3 separate regions of the Mus musculus genome follow, and regions 1 and 3 are each linked to region 2. A link is a contact called in public HiChIP or PLAC-seq data. All regions are on one chromosome and are shown on one strand. The core of a region is the stretch at or near the end of the contact, and the rest is flanking DNA. Distances in the headings are between cores, read along the strand shown.

Region 1 (5,006 bases), core at 329-2,828, 330 kb before region 2:
CTGGAGGGGAAATCCAAGTTACCCTTTTTCTCTGGGCAGATATCAATTACCCAAGCTCTCAGATCTGACATATAAAGTAAACAAAACCAAAATGAACAAAAATGGTTCCTTATTATCAATGTGTATCACAGAATACAAATATCTCTCTCTCTCTCTCTCTCTCTCTCTCATCAAACCCACACAGCCTGATGCAATTTGATGAGAAGTTTAAAACTAGCTGAATATGGAAGTGCATGCCTTTAAAAACAGTGTTTGGGAGGCAGAAGCAAGTTGGTCTCTATGAGTTTGAAGCCAGCCTGGTTTACATGGACAGGCTAGCCAGCTAGGACTACAAAGGAAGATCCATCTTAAGAAAGAAAGAAAGAAAGAAAGAAAGAAAGAAAGAAAGAAAGAAAGAAAGAAAGAAAGGAAGGAAGGAAGGAAGGAAGGAAGGAAGGAAGAAAGAAAGAAAGAAAGAAAGAAAGAAAGAAAGAAAAGAAAAGAAGAATGAAAGACAAAATAAATGGTAGGAATGGAGGTGTGGTGTGGCTCATAGCTATACTCATAGCACTTGGGAGGGGGAGGTAGAAGTATTGTTGCCAGTTCAAGCTAGCCTGGACTCTAGAGTGAGATGCTATGTATTCAAAAATAGCCTCAAAAGTTAAAATTTTAAACAAAACCAAGGGAAGAAGAATATCACAGTTTAAATATCTTAATAGTCTTGCCTCCAGCTATGAGTTCTGAGGGTGTCCACGTCCTAGATACCTAATGCAGCAGCAGCAGAATTCTCCCTCTGCAGTAGTGATGAGTCTGTCTAGAACGCTTCCTGATTCGCAAAAATGATGGCTAGAACATATGAAAGCTCAGAACTGGGCTTCATAGGCACAGGAGCAGTTTTGTGCCACATGTCCAAGACTAATAAGGTTCTGAATGGGCCTGGAACGTGGCTCAGTCGTTGAGCCCTTGATGGCATGCAGAAGTCCCTCTGGGTTCTGTCCTCATCACTGGAGAAAAAAAGAAAAGAAAAATTCAAGATTTATTTTTATCACGATTAAAACTTTCTTATATGTACTTGTGTGTGTATGTGCCTGTAGTTAGCATGTGCACATGCATGCAGATGCCCTAGGAGGCGATAAGAAGGTGGGTGATGAGCCCGGCATGCTGGCGCACGCCTTTAATCTCAGCACTTGGGAGGCAGAGGCAGGCGGATTTCTGAGTTCAAGGCCAGCCTGGTCTACAAAGTGAGTTCCAGGACAGCCAGGGCTATACAGAGAAACCCTGTCTAGAAAAACCAAAAAAAAAAAAAAAAAAAAAAAAGAAGGTGTGAGATGCCCTGAAATTTTAGTTACAGGTAATTGTGAGCTGCATGGCGCAGGTGCTAGGAACCTAACTGCAGTCCTCTGCAAGAGCCCCAAGCACTCTTAACTGGGAAGCCACCTCTTCAGCTCCTTCCCCCAATGAAAAACAATGCAAATAATAAATAAGGTCCTTTGAATAAACAGACCACTTACCAAGGTCAGAGCTCCAGCCCTCTGTGAGCCCTAGAGAATTCCGGCTTGCTGGGAGCTGTGGTTTGCACGGCCTTTACTCTATTGTCAAGCAAATTTACAAGCACTGTGCTTTAAACAGATACTTCCTGGAACAAAGGTGAAAACAATCACCGAAGACTGTATGGAGTGCCCCTTTAAGACTCAGAAACAAAGACTTGAATCTGTTAGGCCTGGAATCTGAGCTCTCAATAGAATACATTAGCTAGCAGTGGCTGGAGGGCAATGTGGGGTGGTTGGGAAGGTTTGAAGGAAGGGAAGGGAAGGGAAGGGAAGCATTTTGTAATCAAATTATACTTTCAGAAATAGAAAAGGAGCCAAGTGGCAAATGCCTTCAATCTCAGCACTTAGGTTGCAGAGAAAGGCAGATCTTTGTGAGGTCTAGGTTAGCCTGGTCTAGGGAGTTCCGAGACAGTCAGAGCTATGTAAAGAAACCCCTGTCTCAAACAAACAAACAAAAAATCAAAACAAATTGGTTTGATTCATGAAGGGTGTGTGTGTGTGTGTGTGACCTGGCAAAAGCTATCTTTTGTATAGTTTTATAAGTTACATTATCATTGTTGCTACAGTTTATTCTTTGTTTGAGCCCAGGTTTCAAGTACTTTTATCATTTGTGCTACAGTGTATCCCCCGCCCTACCCCCCTTCTCAAGTTACTTTATCATTTGTGCTACAGTGCATTCTTTCTTGAGGTGTGTGTGTGAGAGAGAGACAGGGTCTCACTGTGATAGCTCTGGTTGGCCTGGAACTTGGTATGTAGATATTAAGCAAGACTAGCCTTTTTTTGTTTGTTTGTTTTTCCAGACAGGGTTTCTCTGTATAGCCCTGGCTGTCCTGGAACTCACTTTGTAGACCAGGCTGGCTTGACCGCACTACTCTGCCTGGCCTTGTAACTATGTAGCCAAGATTCTCTTTTCTAGTTGTAATTTTGACTCCCCCAAAGCTGGGATTACAGGCATGCCTAGTTGGCATACTAAACAATCAGAAGTAACTATACTCTCAAATCTCCTGAAAAAATTAACATATTGAGGAGCAATTTTCTTTTCTTTCTCCCTTTTTTTCCCTTTTGTTTTTTTGAAATAGGGTTTTTCTATGTAGTCCAGCTGTCCTGTTATACACCAGTGCCAGGCTTCTTTTCTTTTCTTTCTTTCCTTTTTTTTTTTTTTTTTTTTTTTGAGACGGGGTTATGTAATACTGGCTGGGCCTGAAACTCATTAAGTAGGCCAGACTAGCCTCAAACTCACAGAGATGCACCTGTCTCTGTCTCCTGCATGGGGGTCTCCAAAGGTTGCAACACCACAGCAGGTTAAGGAGTAATTTTCTGACATCTGTTATAAACGTATGAACTGTAAATGAGATTTTCTTTCTAAGTCCAAAAAAACCCCCAAAACTTTGGGCTGGAGAGCACTGACTGCTCTTCCAGATATCCAGATTTCAATTCCTAGCAACTACATGGTAGCTCACAACCATCTGTAATAAGATCTGATGTCCTTCTGGTGTGTCTGAAGACAGCTACAGTGTACATATTTGTTATTATAAATAAATTTTAAAAAGAAGACAGCTACAGGGTACTCATCATATATAATAAGTAAATAAATAAATAAATAAATAAAATCTTAAAAATTTTTTTTCAGCATGGCTGGGTGTGGTTGCACACGCCTTTAATCCCAGCATTTGGGAGGTAGAGGCAGGTGGATTTCTGAGTTCAAGGCCAGCCTGGTCTACAGAGTGACTTCCAGGACAGTCAGAGCTACACAGAGAAACCCTGTCTCAAAAAAACCAAAAAAAAAAAAAAAAAAAAAAAAAAAAAAGAATTTCTTCAACTGAACTGAGCTGGAGTGTAGTTCAGTGGTTGAGTGCAGGTGTTGTATGTATGAGATCCGTGGTTTGATAATGAGCACCACAAAAAAAAAAAATAACAATAAAACCCCCAAACAACATTAATAACAAAACCAACCCTATTTTCTCCTAAGAATTTGCTCATTTGAAATTTTCAGTCCCTCAAGTTATTTAAGTTTTGGCTCCTGGTATCACTGTTTTGTGTTCAACTGTAGGAAAGTATATTTGTACAGATTTTCATAGTGAATTATTTCAATTCCGGATTTTGTGATGGTCAGTGACTTCTAGACACTAGGCCACTAAGGATCTGGTTCCATTAAATAGAAAACAGGGGATATTTCTGAGTGACCTTCTCTAACATATCAAGAAAAAAATAACTGTTTTAGTAAACAGAGTTCGTGATATTTTTAATTAGCAAAACATATGGTGCAAAAAGCAAGACATTTTAAATACGAATTAATCTTGAACTAACATGGAGAACTGTACTTGAAGCCAGATCAGTTGGGCAAAGGTGAATAGGCTTCCAGCCCAAAGGAACTCTGGACAGTTAAACCTTGGGGAGAACTCTGGTAGAGAGGCTGTACTCTGGGCAAGTGTCCAATGTTCCAAATTCTGAGACTGCATCTCCCACCTCGAAAATAGCGAAGTTAAAAGAGTCTCTTATTCTCAAATTATACTTGCACAATTATGAAGAAGAGCAAAAAAAGCAAAACCACAAAGAAGTGTCTCTGATTCTATTCCTTCTCAAACTCTGGAAGATTTTAAAACTTTTCTTGTAGGTTAATAACGACTACTTTCCGGTACCGCGACATTGCCGCTCAGAGACTACAAGCCCCAGAAGGCTGCACACTCAGCACAGCGGGTACTCTTCCCCCAGGACGCTCCTATCCGGATTCATGGCTGGACGCCGGGGCCGCACATTCTTCTGGGACTCGTAGTCTACTCCCTTTCCCGGTCCGCGCAGACTCCAGCGGCCTCTGTCTGCCCTTCGGCCCTAACAGAAGCCCAGCCCAAAATTTTACGCTCCCCACCCCCAACAAACTGCCTTTCCTCAGGAGCCAACCTCCTCCGGTCACGTGAGAAGACTCTCACGCTACGATTGGTTGGGGTGTAAAGGGGGCGGGGCTGAAGCCCCTGAGAGGTTCCGTGCCCCTGGTCCAGCCGCTTGTTTGGCTGCTGCCGTCACCTCATGGCGACTCGGCTTGAGGAGGTAACGCGAGGAAGAGGCGGCGGTACTGAGGAGGCTAGTGAGGGCGGACGGGGCGGACGGCGACGTAGCCCCCCGCAGAAGGTCAGTGGAGGGGACGCCTTCGTTGTGGTTGGGTCGCGGGGATGATTGGGTTACCCTTTTTGGGGTTCACCTCTTCACTTACCCCTTTACCTTTAGCTACGGGACGAACATCCGGCCCGTTCCCCCTTTTCCTTCAGAAGAGTGACGATAGTTGGGGAGCAGGTGCGGGGTGGTTGTGACTGAAATGGATCTGGTGAGAAGGGACGGTGGTTGGGACTTGGGGACACTACGCCTAGTAGGGGGCTGAGGGAGGACATGGTGGACCCCGGTCTGAGAGGGTGAAGGGGTGCTAGGCAGGGGCGCTCCAGGTGTGACAGCCACGTGCGGCGGGTGCTGCCCCGGGTGTTGAGT
Region 2 (4,488 bases), core at 1,880-4,379:
CCAAGTGCTGGGATCATAAGCATGGGCAGCCACGCCTGGCTATGGGTATTTTCTTATAGGAAAAGCTGCACACCTTTTTAACTTTGTTTTGTAAGAGCTCAGCTTTCTCATGACCATGGTAACCATGGTGCTCTACGCATGCACACATGTATGTATACAAATGTGTACATACACACACATGCATGAATGTGCACAGGCTCTCATTAAATTAGTCTTGGCTGGCTTAACTCAATATATAGACAAAGCTGGCCTTGAACTTGTGGCAGTCCTCCTGCTTCTGCGTCTAGAATTCAGGTATTAGCCACTATATCTGACTCTGGCAATATTCTATAGTTACAGAAGATATGCAGCTAGATATATTCCTAACCTTTGTGGGAGATTGGTTTCAAGTCTATTATTAGACTATCATGGGAGACCAAGAAGCCCTCAGGTGGGAATCTATCATATAAAAAGACAAACTTTTAAGTAGGTTGTCTTTTTATCTTGGAATGTCTCCATTAATCCATTTAGACTTAAAAAAATTTTAGACTTGAGAATGGTCTCTCAGTGTTTCTATGAAAGAAAACTTGCTGGACTTCTTTCCCTCTCTTGCCTTTAACTTTAAAAGTAAAATAAGAATTATCATAGTGTGGAAGCCCCTGCGTTCTCACATGGGTACATCAACCTCAGTTTTGCGTGTTGCTGCGTTCTGTACTAGCCTAGGTGCTACTTACTACCCTGATTAGCTGAGAAATGAGAAGCCAAGCAACCAACAAATAATCTTTTGTTTCAGCAACTTCTAAGGACTACAACAGTCTCAAAGCAAGACCAAGATCCAGGTAGTGTTTATTTAATTTCTCATTTGGTGCCTGTTGTGCCTTTTCCCTGCCTAGAAGTAAATAAAAATCCCCCAAACCACATCCAAATCACTATCTGGTTTACCTTTCGATTTAAATCTAAAGATGTGGGTCATTTCACTTCTCAAGAGTGGCCTGCCTCGATTACACAGTGATGCTGGAGAGCCTTTTAGTCTTTGTGGGCATTAGTGCTAGAAGATGGTGGCTAGGTGTTATCTGGACCCCTGACAGGAAGTAGTTTGTGTAACATGACTGAGCTGGGGTAGGTGTATAGCTTTGTTAAGAGAGAATTAGGGCTAAAAGGCAACAACTAACATTTCTGTGAATGTGAACACCGAAACAGTAAGAACTCAGGAACAGAAAATCTATAGAAGGGAAAATGTTTATGGTGACTTCAAGGAGGCACCGGGCTTCAGGTAAGCACTACCTAGAGTCTGTGTGAGCCATTCTTGGTGTCTTTTCTCAGCTTCACAGTTCTAAAATAGCCATCAACAAAAGAGGAGAACCAAAAGAACAGAGCGTGGCTGTTATCAGCTTTGGAATGGAGGAGCAGAGGGGAAATCCAGAGACACCGAAAGAGCTAGGACACTGAAGACAAGAAATATCGGGGCCACTTTTAAGCAGTAGAGCTGTAGTGTAGTATGGGCTACCACATGGTTGGTTGTGTTTTTTGTTTGTTTGTTTGCTTTGCTTGGCTCTAACCCTCAGGGACTTCTTTTCCTCCTTCAGCTTCAGCTCCTCTCCACCACTCCGCAAGTTGATTTAAACCATATCATATTTTATGCACTTGAAAGTTAAGGAACACTACCTAAATGTAAATCAAACAATTTAGGCTTCACTTTCTTGTTCATATAGGCCACAGATACTTATATTAATATATATTTTAAACAACAATTTCAGTAAAAAGAAAAGTATGGTCACTTTTTCTTTGGTGACCATATTTAATCATTCTTTTTTCTTTTAAGGATTGGCAGATTCTTTACATATTAGTCTGTACTAGCTCTGGGATACAGAAATGATAATATTAACCTACATTTACAATAAGAAAGGCCTTCCATGGGCTGGATAGATGGCTCAGTGGTTAAGAGCACTGACTGCTCTTCCAGAGGTCCTGAGTTTAATTCCCAGCAACCACATGGTGGCTCACAACCATTTGCAGTGGGATCTGATGCCCTCTTCTGGTGTGCCTGGAGATAGCAACAATGTACTCATATACATAAACAAACAAACAAATAATCTCTTTTTAAAAAAGAAAGGCCTTCCATGAATTGCAGAAATGAGCTGATGTATACTATATTAGCCACAAACAACTTCATAAATATGGCTTTGATATATACGATATTAGCCATTGAATTGAACTTCATAATATAGCTTTTGATGAGTTCTTCTCTCCTCTCACTATGAATGAAAGTACAAAATCCCAAAGGCACATCCTCCACTAGTAATGGACTGGACAAATTTAATGTATTATTCTTTCAGAGGTTGGACCCTTGGTCCAATATGGATAATTTTATTTTCCTTATTTCTAACGGATTATTTACTGAGATCAAGACTGTCAAACCATCTTTATTCTCATTTGTCAAGTGGTAAGAATTTGTAGAAGTATAAGGGTAAGAGGGAAAATGACCATTCTGCTATGATGTTGTCCATCATTTTGCCGATCCCTTGCACATTATGTTTTGGTTTACCTGGTCACAGTCATGCCATACAGTCTTACTTATTTGATATTGATTACCTTTCCATGTAAAAATATAAACATGGAGATCATATACAGGAAGGAAGTGTGGGATAGTATGTATATGTATGTACATATATGAGTATGGGATAGTATGTATATATGTGTACAAGCATATGCATGCTCACACAAACTGATACACTTATGTTTCTATACTTATTTTTTCTTCCTTGTGTAGAACATGTCACCAAAGCTGTACATGGCATAGAAAGCTTTTTTTTTTTAAACTTCTAGCTAGGAACTCTAGCTTACTTGATGAACAGTTGTTGATTCCCTTTGGTTCTGTTTGACAGAGTTAGAGAATTTTTCCCTTAGCTCTAGTCTTTGTTTGCCTTGACTGTCTAGCCAGATACAGTACAAGAATCAAACAAAGAGAATTCCCCCAAACCATTATTATGGTTGACTTAAAGACTGCTTCCTTGCAAGACAAACAAAACCTGTAGACACCACAGAAAGACCTTTGGGAAGCTTTTGTTTTTTGAAAAGAAAAACATTGCCTAGCAACATTTGACTATGAATTGGACCTCTTGGGACCCTGCCCCTCCCTGCTGAACTATTGGTTACTGACGGATTCTGGAAGAAGAGCAGCCATTGTGTCTAGTTGCATACCCACCAAGGAGTTCACCAGGCACAAATCGAAAGTTTCAAGTCTGTAGTCACACAATAAACCTCAGTGGGTCTAATGAGCAAAGAAACAAAACAAAATAACAAGCAAAAAACCTCATGAATGTGGGAAGGAGACTTGGGAAGAAGCAGGAATAGTAGAAATGGGAGGGAATTTAGAGAGGGGGCTGTAATAATCCACATGCACATTACACATATATGAAGTGGTCAAAGAACAGACCTAACAAAAGTTCAAAGCAAGCAAAACTTTGCTTTGTCAAAAACAGCTTTACCAAAACTAAAGGAGTTTAATAGCCATCGATCAACTCTGATTTAGTAAGAACTGTTGTAATAGCTAATTACAAAAGCAAGTTTCCTGAAGGTAATTTCTTTCTCAGATGTATCTTGCTTCAGAGGTAATTTTCTGCTTTCTGCTTTGTCATGAAGTCAGCTGAGAAAGTGAACAGCAGAGATGGACACACATATCTCCGTGTTTTTCCTGATCATCATATTAGGAACTCGTCCATATTAATAAACCAAAAAGTATGTTATTGCATTAACATAGAAAACAAGTATGTTGCCAATATCCTAGCTACTACTCCAGGAAGATTTACTCTCTGTTTCACAAGCACTGAACCAACACCTTAAAAACTGAAACAGATCAGAGTTTGCAAGATTCTGGCTTTTTCCTTCCATTTTTTTTAAATGCTATTATTATAGTGTCAGAAGTCACCAAGTTAGCTGTGCTTTGCCTCACTTTAAAGCACTTTAAAGAAAGTTCAAGTTAAGCCTTTGCTTTGAAAATTTCCATAAACCCTCTTAGGACAAGGCTGGCTTACCTCCTGAAGCTGATTGCTGTGTTTCCCTTTCTGAATGAAGCATCGTTTGTGGTATAAGCCTTGTGTTTGAGTTCTTGGTCAGTGTGGCTGTCTCAATTCCACATTTGCCTGCGATCACACTGTGAGTAAACCAGGGTTTTAATCAGTTAATACCATGAAGCCCTTTTCCTCAAACACAGAAGGCTGCAAGCTGAAAGGCTTATTTACACATTGTTCTTATTAACAACTATCACAGAAACTGATTTGAATTTATATAAACCATTTTTGGAGAAGTTGTAAATTTAGGCCTAATAATATACTAAGGGCAAAAGATCCCAGTAATGGCTGGGTTTGGACAATTATTATACGCAATGGCATTTAAGGGACAGTAGAATTTCTAGCTGCCCTTTGGCACCTTGCCTGTTCTCTGCAGTCATTTTGACATTGGGGTATTCTCTGTTTCCACCCAGCTTCAGGGAATAAAGCTCTGCTCTTT
Region 3 (4,920 bases), core at 1,051-3,550, 380 kb before region 2:
AAGAGGGCGTCAGATCTTGTTACAGATGGTTGTGAGCCACCATGTGGTTGCTGGGATTTGAACTCTGGACCTTCGGAAGAGCAGTCGGGTGCTCTTACCCACTGAGCCATCTCACCAGCCCGTGTGTCATCATTTTTAAATGTGTTTGCTGAATTAGTATTCAAATAAAATGCACAGTTGTGGACTGTGAGTATGTAGCTCCATCGGTATAGTATAGACCTAGCATAGAGAAGGCAGCGAGTTTGATTCCCAGAATCAGATAAGAAAGGCTTGGTGAGTGTGGTAGAGAATCCAAGACAAGGCCAGCCTGATTACTTGAGACCCTATATTTAAAAGAAAAAAAGAAAAACCCTCACTGTGTAACCCTAGCTGTACTATATAGGTGAGGCTGGCCTTGAACTCAGATCTGACTGCCTCTGCCACCCAAGTGTTGGGATTAAAAGTGTGTGCCACTGTGCTAGGCTTTGAGACCCTGTCTTTAAATGAGTATTCGAGGGTTTTCTTATTTTAATCTTTTTTAAGATTTATTTATTTATTTATTTATTTATTATATGTAAGTATACTTCAGCTATCTTCAAACATACCAGAAGAGGGCATCTGATCTCATTACAGATGGTTGTGAGCCACAATGTGGTTGCTGGGATTTGAACTCAGGACCTTTGGAACAGCAGTCAGTGCTCTTAACCGCTGAGCCATCTCTCCAGCCCTATTTTAATCTTTATTATGCTTTATTTAGTGTGTGGGGTTTGGGGAGAACACAATGCACACTGATACAGACAAGAGAACAAGTTTCAGGAGTGGGCTATTTTCTTCTGCCATGTGGAGATCAGGGCTGAGCACGTAAACTACCAGGGTTTTAAATTCTAAGTGCCACTCATTTGGTTGTTTGGGAAAGGGTCTCATGTAGCTCTGGCTTGTGTTGAACTCAAGATCCTCCTGCCTCAGCTTCCTGAATGCTGAGAATACAAGCATGTATCACCCCATTCAGCCAGGTCTATTCCATATGTGTGCGCATGATTTGCTGTGTTGGGCATGTGTTTTAGCAGTCTACCACTGACTGAGCTTCAGTCCCAGTAAGTTCTCTAAGCTATTGTGTGAAATACTTTAAATTTTATTTATGGTATAGGTAGTCACAGAGCCTGTGTAGAGATCAGAGGACAGAGAACCTGCAAGGGTCAGTTTTATCAGATAGGTACCAGGAATCAAACTCAGGTTGCCAAACTTGGTGGCAAGTACCTTTACCTGCTAATCCATTTTACCTACCCACTGTAAACCAATTTTTAATCTATAAGTACCCCACCCCAACTTCTTCCTTACAATTAATTTCCTTTCTTTCTTTCTTTCTTTTTTTTTTTTTTTTTTTTTTGGTATTTTGAGACAGGGTTTTTCTGGCTGTCCTGGAACTCACTTTGTGGACCAGGCTGGCCTCGAACTCAGAAATCCTCCTGCCTCTGCCTCCCGAGGGCTGGGATTAAAGGCATGTGCCACCACGCTCAGCTGATTTCCTTCCTTTTTTCCTTTAGGTTTTTTTTTTTTTTTAATGTTCTGCTCTTGACACAAGAACTTAGGTAGCCCAGGCTGGCCTAAATCACTATGCATTACTCCCAGCTTTGGGTTAAACTCAGGAGGAGGCTTGAGGCCTCCTTTTCCAAGGGTGGGGGTGTAACCCGGTCCAGCTGGCCCTAAAAAAGGAGGCTGTCATCTCGAGGTAATCACAAAGTGAGACCAGGTAGGAGAGCCCCCAAAGATGCCAACCACACACCTATAAAGCTGGGGAAAATAAGCCGGGCGTGGTGGCGCACGCCTTTAATCCCAGCACTTGGGAGGCAGAGGCAGGCGGATTTCTGAGTTCGAGGACAGCCTGGTCTACAAAGTGAGTTCCAGGACAGCCAGGGCTACACAGAGAAACCCTGTCTTGAAAAAGCCAAAAACAAAACAAAACAAACAAACAAACAAAAAACAAAGCTGGGGAAAATAGAAAAGTGGGTAGAGAGCAAGAAGAGCTCAGCGGAGAAAACCCTTTTGGCCCTTAGCCTCTTTTCCAAAAGCAGGGGGAGGCGGGGAGGCGGGGAGGCGGGGAGGCGGGGAGGCGGGGAGGCGGGGAGGCGGGGAGGCGGGGAGGCGGGGAGGCGGGGAGGCGGGGAGGCGGGGAGGCGGGGAGGCGGGGAGGCGGGGAGGCGGGGAGGCGGGGAGGCGGGGAGGCGGGGAGGCGGGGAGGCGGGGAGGCGGGGAGGCGGGGAGGCGGGGAGGCGGGGAGGCGGGGAGTCGATGCAGAGGGGGCGGAGCCTTAGCCGGACATGACGCATGCGCGGCCAGCTGAGCCGCCGTCAGAGAGGGTGGGCCAAGCTTCGGGAGGTCTCCGGTTCCGGTCAGTCTCCCTCGAAGACCAGCGGAGTCGGATCAGCCAGTGGTTAAGGGTGCCAGGGCTCTTGGGCGAGGGGACCGCGGCAGAGGCGGCGGTGACCCCGCGGGCGGGATGTTCGGAGGGTTGAGCAGTTGGCTGGGCTTGAAGCCGCCCGAGGGGGCGGCGGCGGAGGGAGAAGAGCCTCCCAGCCGGGACGGGGACAAGCTGTCCGCGGGAGCCGCGCCTTCTGAGGAGAGCCCCGAGCGGCCCGTGGAGCCCACTGAGGAGCAGCAGCAGCAGCCGCCGACGGAGGACCCACAGTTCCTCCACCAGGCCAAAGGCCTTGGCAGTGAGTTCTCTCTGGGACCTGAGAGTGGACTGGGAGGGGACGCGGGGATGTTGATGTACGAGGAGGGGGACGGTCCTCTCTGACATGGGCTAGTTGGCTAAGGAGCTGGACAACGCCAAAGTTCACCAAGCAGTCACTTCATCTCCTCGACGTGCCTAAGGACTTGTCGCTTTCCTGCAAAGTTTGTAAACTTGGGAAGCCGGAAAGCGATCAGTGTGCTGCTGTCTTCAGGGTTTTGACAAGGAATTCGGTTTGTTCAACTTGAAAACGTTCATTTGAATCTCCAACTCTGACTCCCAGCTAGAATTGGTTTAGAAAAATGCCTTTTGTCCCAAGAAAGGACTGAAAGGTATTGTCTAAAGTAACTTCGTTAAGTTACTCGAGCCGTGGTGGTGGCTCACGCCTTTAATCCCAGTACTCAGGAGACAGAGGCAGGCAGATTTCTGAGTTCGAGGCCAGCCTGGTCTACAGAGTGAGTTCCAGGACAGCCAGGGCTATACAGAGAAACCCTGTCCAAAAAAAAAGTTACTCGAGCCATAGTCATTCATGCCTTCTTTTGATTTTTTTGAAGCAGGGTCTCAATCAGCCCTAGATGGTTTCGAACTTGCCATAAAGTCAAGGATGACCTTGATCCTCTCACCTCTGCTTCCCTGTCGCTTCGCGATCAGTATTTTTTTTTCTTTTCCCCTTTCAGCAGGACCTTTTTCCCTTAAGGTGGGAAAGAAGGTGCCAATTGTCTGCTATACTCAAGTTCCAGTGCTAGATCTTTGGTGAATAATAAATCCCTCATTTCATCTATTCACAATCCCCAAGGGGTTGGGGAAACAAGTCCAGCGTTTTACTGATAGTAGTACAAGTAGATTTTGAGCCAAAAATCTACCTGATTTCACTTTCCAATTTTATTATCCAGTTGAACAAACAGTAGTTCTTAAGAATATAAATACCTGCTGTATTAATTCTCGAGAGACTTTGGCAGGCTTACATAGTTAAAGAATGTGATTTGGGGGGAGGTGGGCCCTAAGCAGAAGTAAACATAAGAGAATTGCAACAAAAATATCTACTAAATTTTGTGAGGCTTTTTGTTCTTTTTGAGATAGCCAAAGCTGGCTTCAAATTCATATGGCCAAGGCTGGCCTTGAACCCAGCCCTCCTTCCTCTCTCCCGATTACTGGAGCTCACCACCACACAGCCACGAAATTTTGAAAGTTTTAAGGACTTATCAAGTCAATTAAGGGTGTCAAAGAACAAAGACGCACAGACTTCAGCAGGAAAGGTCCTATTGTTCAAAATGTTTGACTGTAAGTTAGAGGCATAGGGGAAATAGCCACAGTATCAAATTTTAACAGTACATTATCTCAGCCAAGACTCCCGAAGACTGGACAAGGAAAATAAAACTTAGTGTGATACCATGAAATCACTAGAAAAAGAGGATGACTATTTGCAGCTTAGAAAATTGGGAAAGAGTAGATTTGGAATATTTAAGGAATGTGAGAAGGGTTCACTGGAGCAGAGGTTGTAGTGTAGTTGGGATAGATTAACGTGGGATAAAAGTCAAGTATGGTGGTGACATAGGCCTGTAACCCCAGTATTTTGGGGTCTTAGGAAGATCAGCAGCAGTTCAAGGCCACATGAGACAAAAAACAAAAAAGCTGGCCAGGTGATAGTGGCTCTTGCCCTTAATCCCAGCACTTGGGAGGCAGATGCTGGCAGATCAGGTCTACAGAGTTGGTTCCAGGACAGCCAGGATTACACAAAGAATCTTCTCCGCCCCTCTGTCACACATACCAAGCCAGCAATCCTAGCTATTTAAGAAGCTGAGGCAGGAGGCTCTCTGGATCTAGACCTGCTTGGAATGTGAGTTCAAGGCCAGCCTTGACAACCTAGACCTTACCTGTAAAAACAAGAAACTTCTGATTCTCCTGTTTGTGCCTCCCAAATGCTAAGGTGGACACCATTATGCCTGGCTAAAATTTCCTTGACTTTTTTTTTTCCAAGACTGAAGAACTTAGGGCCACACATATGCTAGGCCTCTGAGCAGTATCTCCTGCCATCTTTCTTCATAAGTTTCTCCAGGGTTTCTCTTTTGGTAGTGGTTTTTGTTTGTTCTTTACCAGATTGTCTTGATGTTTGAAGAAAGTGAGTTTAGATGGAACTCCCCCACTGCCAGAAGAAATTGTTTGGTAAAGTTCCAGGATAAATGAAAGCTCTTGCTTGCTTCTGTAATATA

Evidence for each region. HiChIP or PLAC-seq counts read pairs in DNA pulled down with a chosen protein or histone mark.
Region 1: a contact with region 2 is called in an H3K27ac HiChIP or PLAC-seq map of embryonic stem cells, with 5 read pairs. The contact joins two enhancer-like sites. A contact is called at or near these places in 1 of 39 promoter capture datasets (cranial neural crest) and 3 of 115 datasets of contacts at active chromatin or transcription factors (bone marrow-derived macrophages, embryonic stem cells and microglia).
Region 3: a contact with region 2 is called in an H3K27ac HiChIP or PLAC-seq map of embryonic stem cells, with 2.5 times the contacts expected there. The contact joins the promoter of Syap1 here to the enhancer-like site in region 2. A contact is called at or near these places in 3 of 39 promoter capture datasets (hippocampal neurons, pre-B cells and stem cell-derived epiblast-like cells), 2 of 484 Hi-C or Micro-C datasets (cortical neurons and embryonic stem cells) and 1 of 115 datasets of contacts at active chromatin or transcription factors (embryonic stem cells).

Annotation. Positions count from the first base shown.
Region 1 is chrX:162,828,888-162,833,893 of GRCm38.p6, reverse strand. It overlaps Txlng (taxilin gamma), which reads left to right and starts at 4,440. Exons shown (of 10, transcript NM_178935.5): 1 at 4,440-4,655. The coding sequence starts at 4,554. Within about 2 kb of position 1,578, at least 25 of the 459 cell types and tissues checked have an H3K27ac peak or open chromatin away from gene starts, as enhancers often do. A contact at or near this core is called in embryonic stem cells, where this site is marked.
Region 2 is chrX:162,503,937-162,508,424 of GRCm38.p6, reverse strand. It overlaps Reps2 (RALBP1 associated Eps domain containing protein 2), which reads left to right. Exons shown (of 18, transcript NM_178256.4): 12 at 773-818. Among named protein-coding and RNA genes, the nearest start is that of Reps2, 140 kb to the left of the region's middle. Within about 2 kb of position 3,129, at least 8 of the 459 cell types and tissues checked have an H3K27ac peak or open chromatin away from gene starts, as enhancers often do. A contact at or near this core is called in embryonic stem cells, where this site is marked.
Region 3 is chrX:162,885,842-162,890,761 of GRCm38.p6, reverse strand. It overlaps Syap1 (synapse associated protein 1), which reads left to right and starts at 2,300. Exons shown (of 9, transcript NM_025932.2): 1 at 2,300-2,693. The coding sequence starts at 2,477.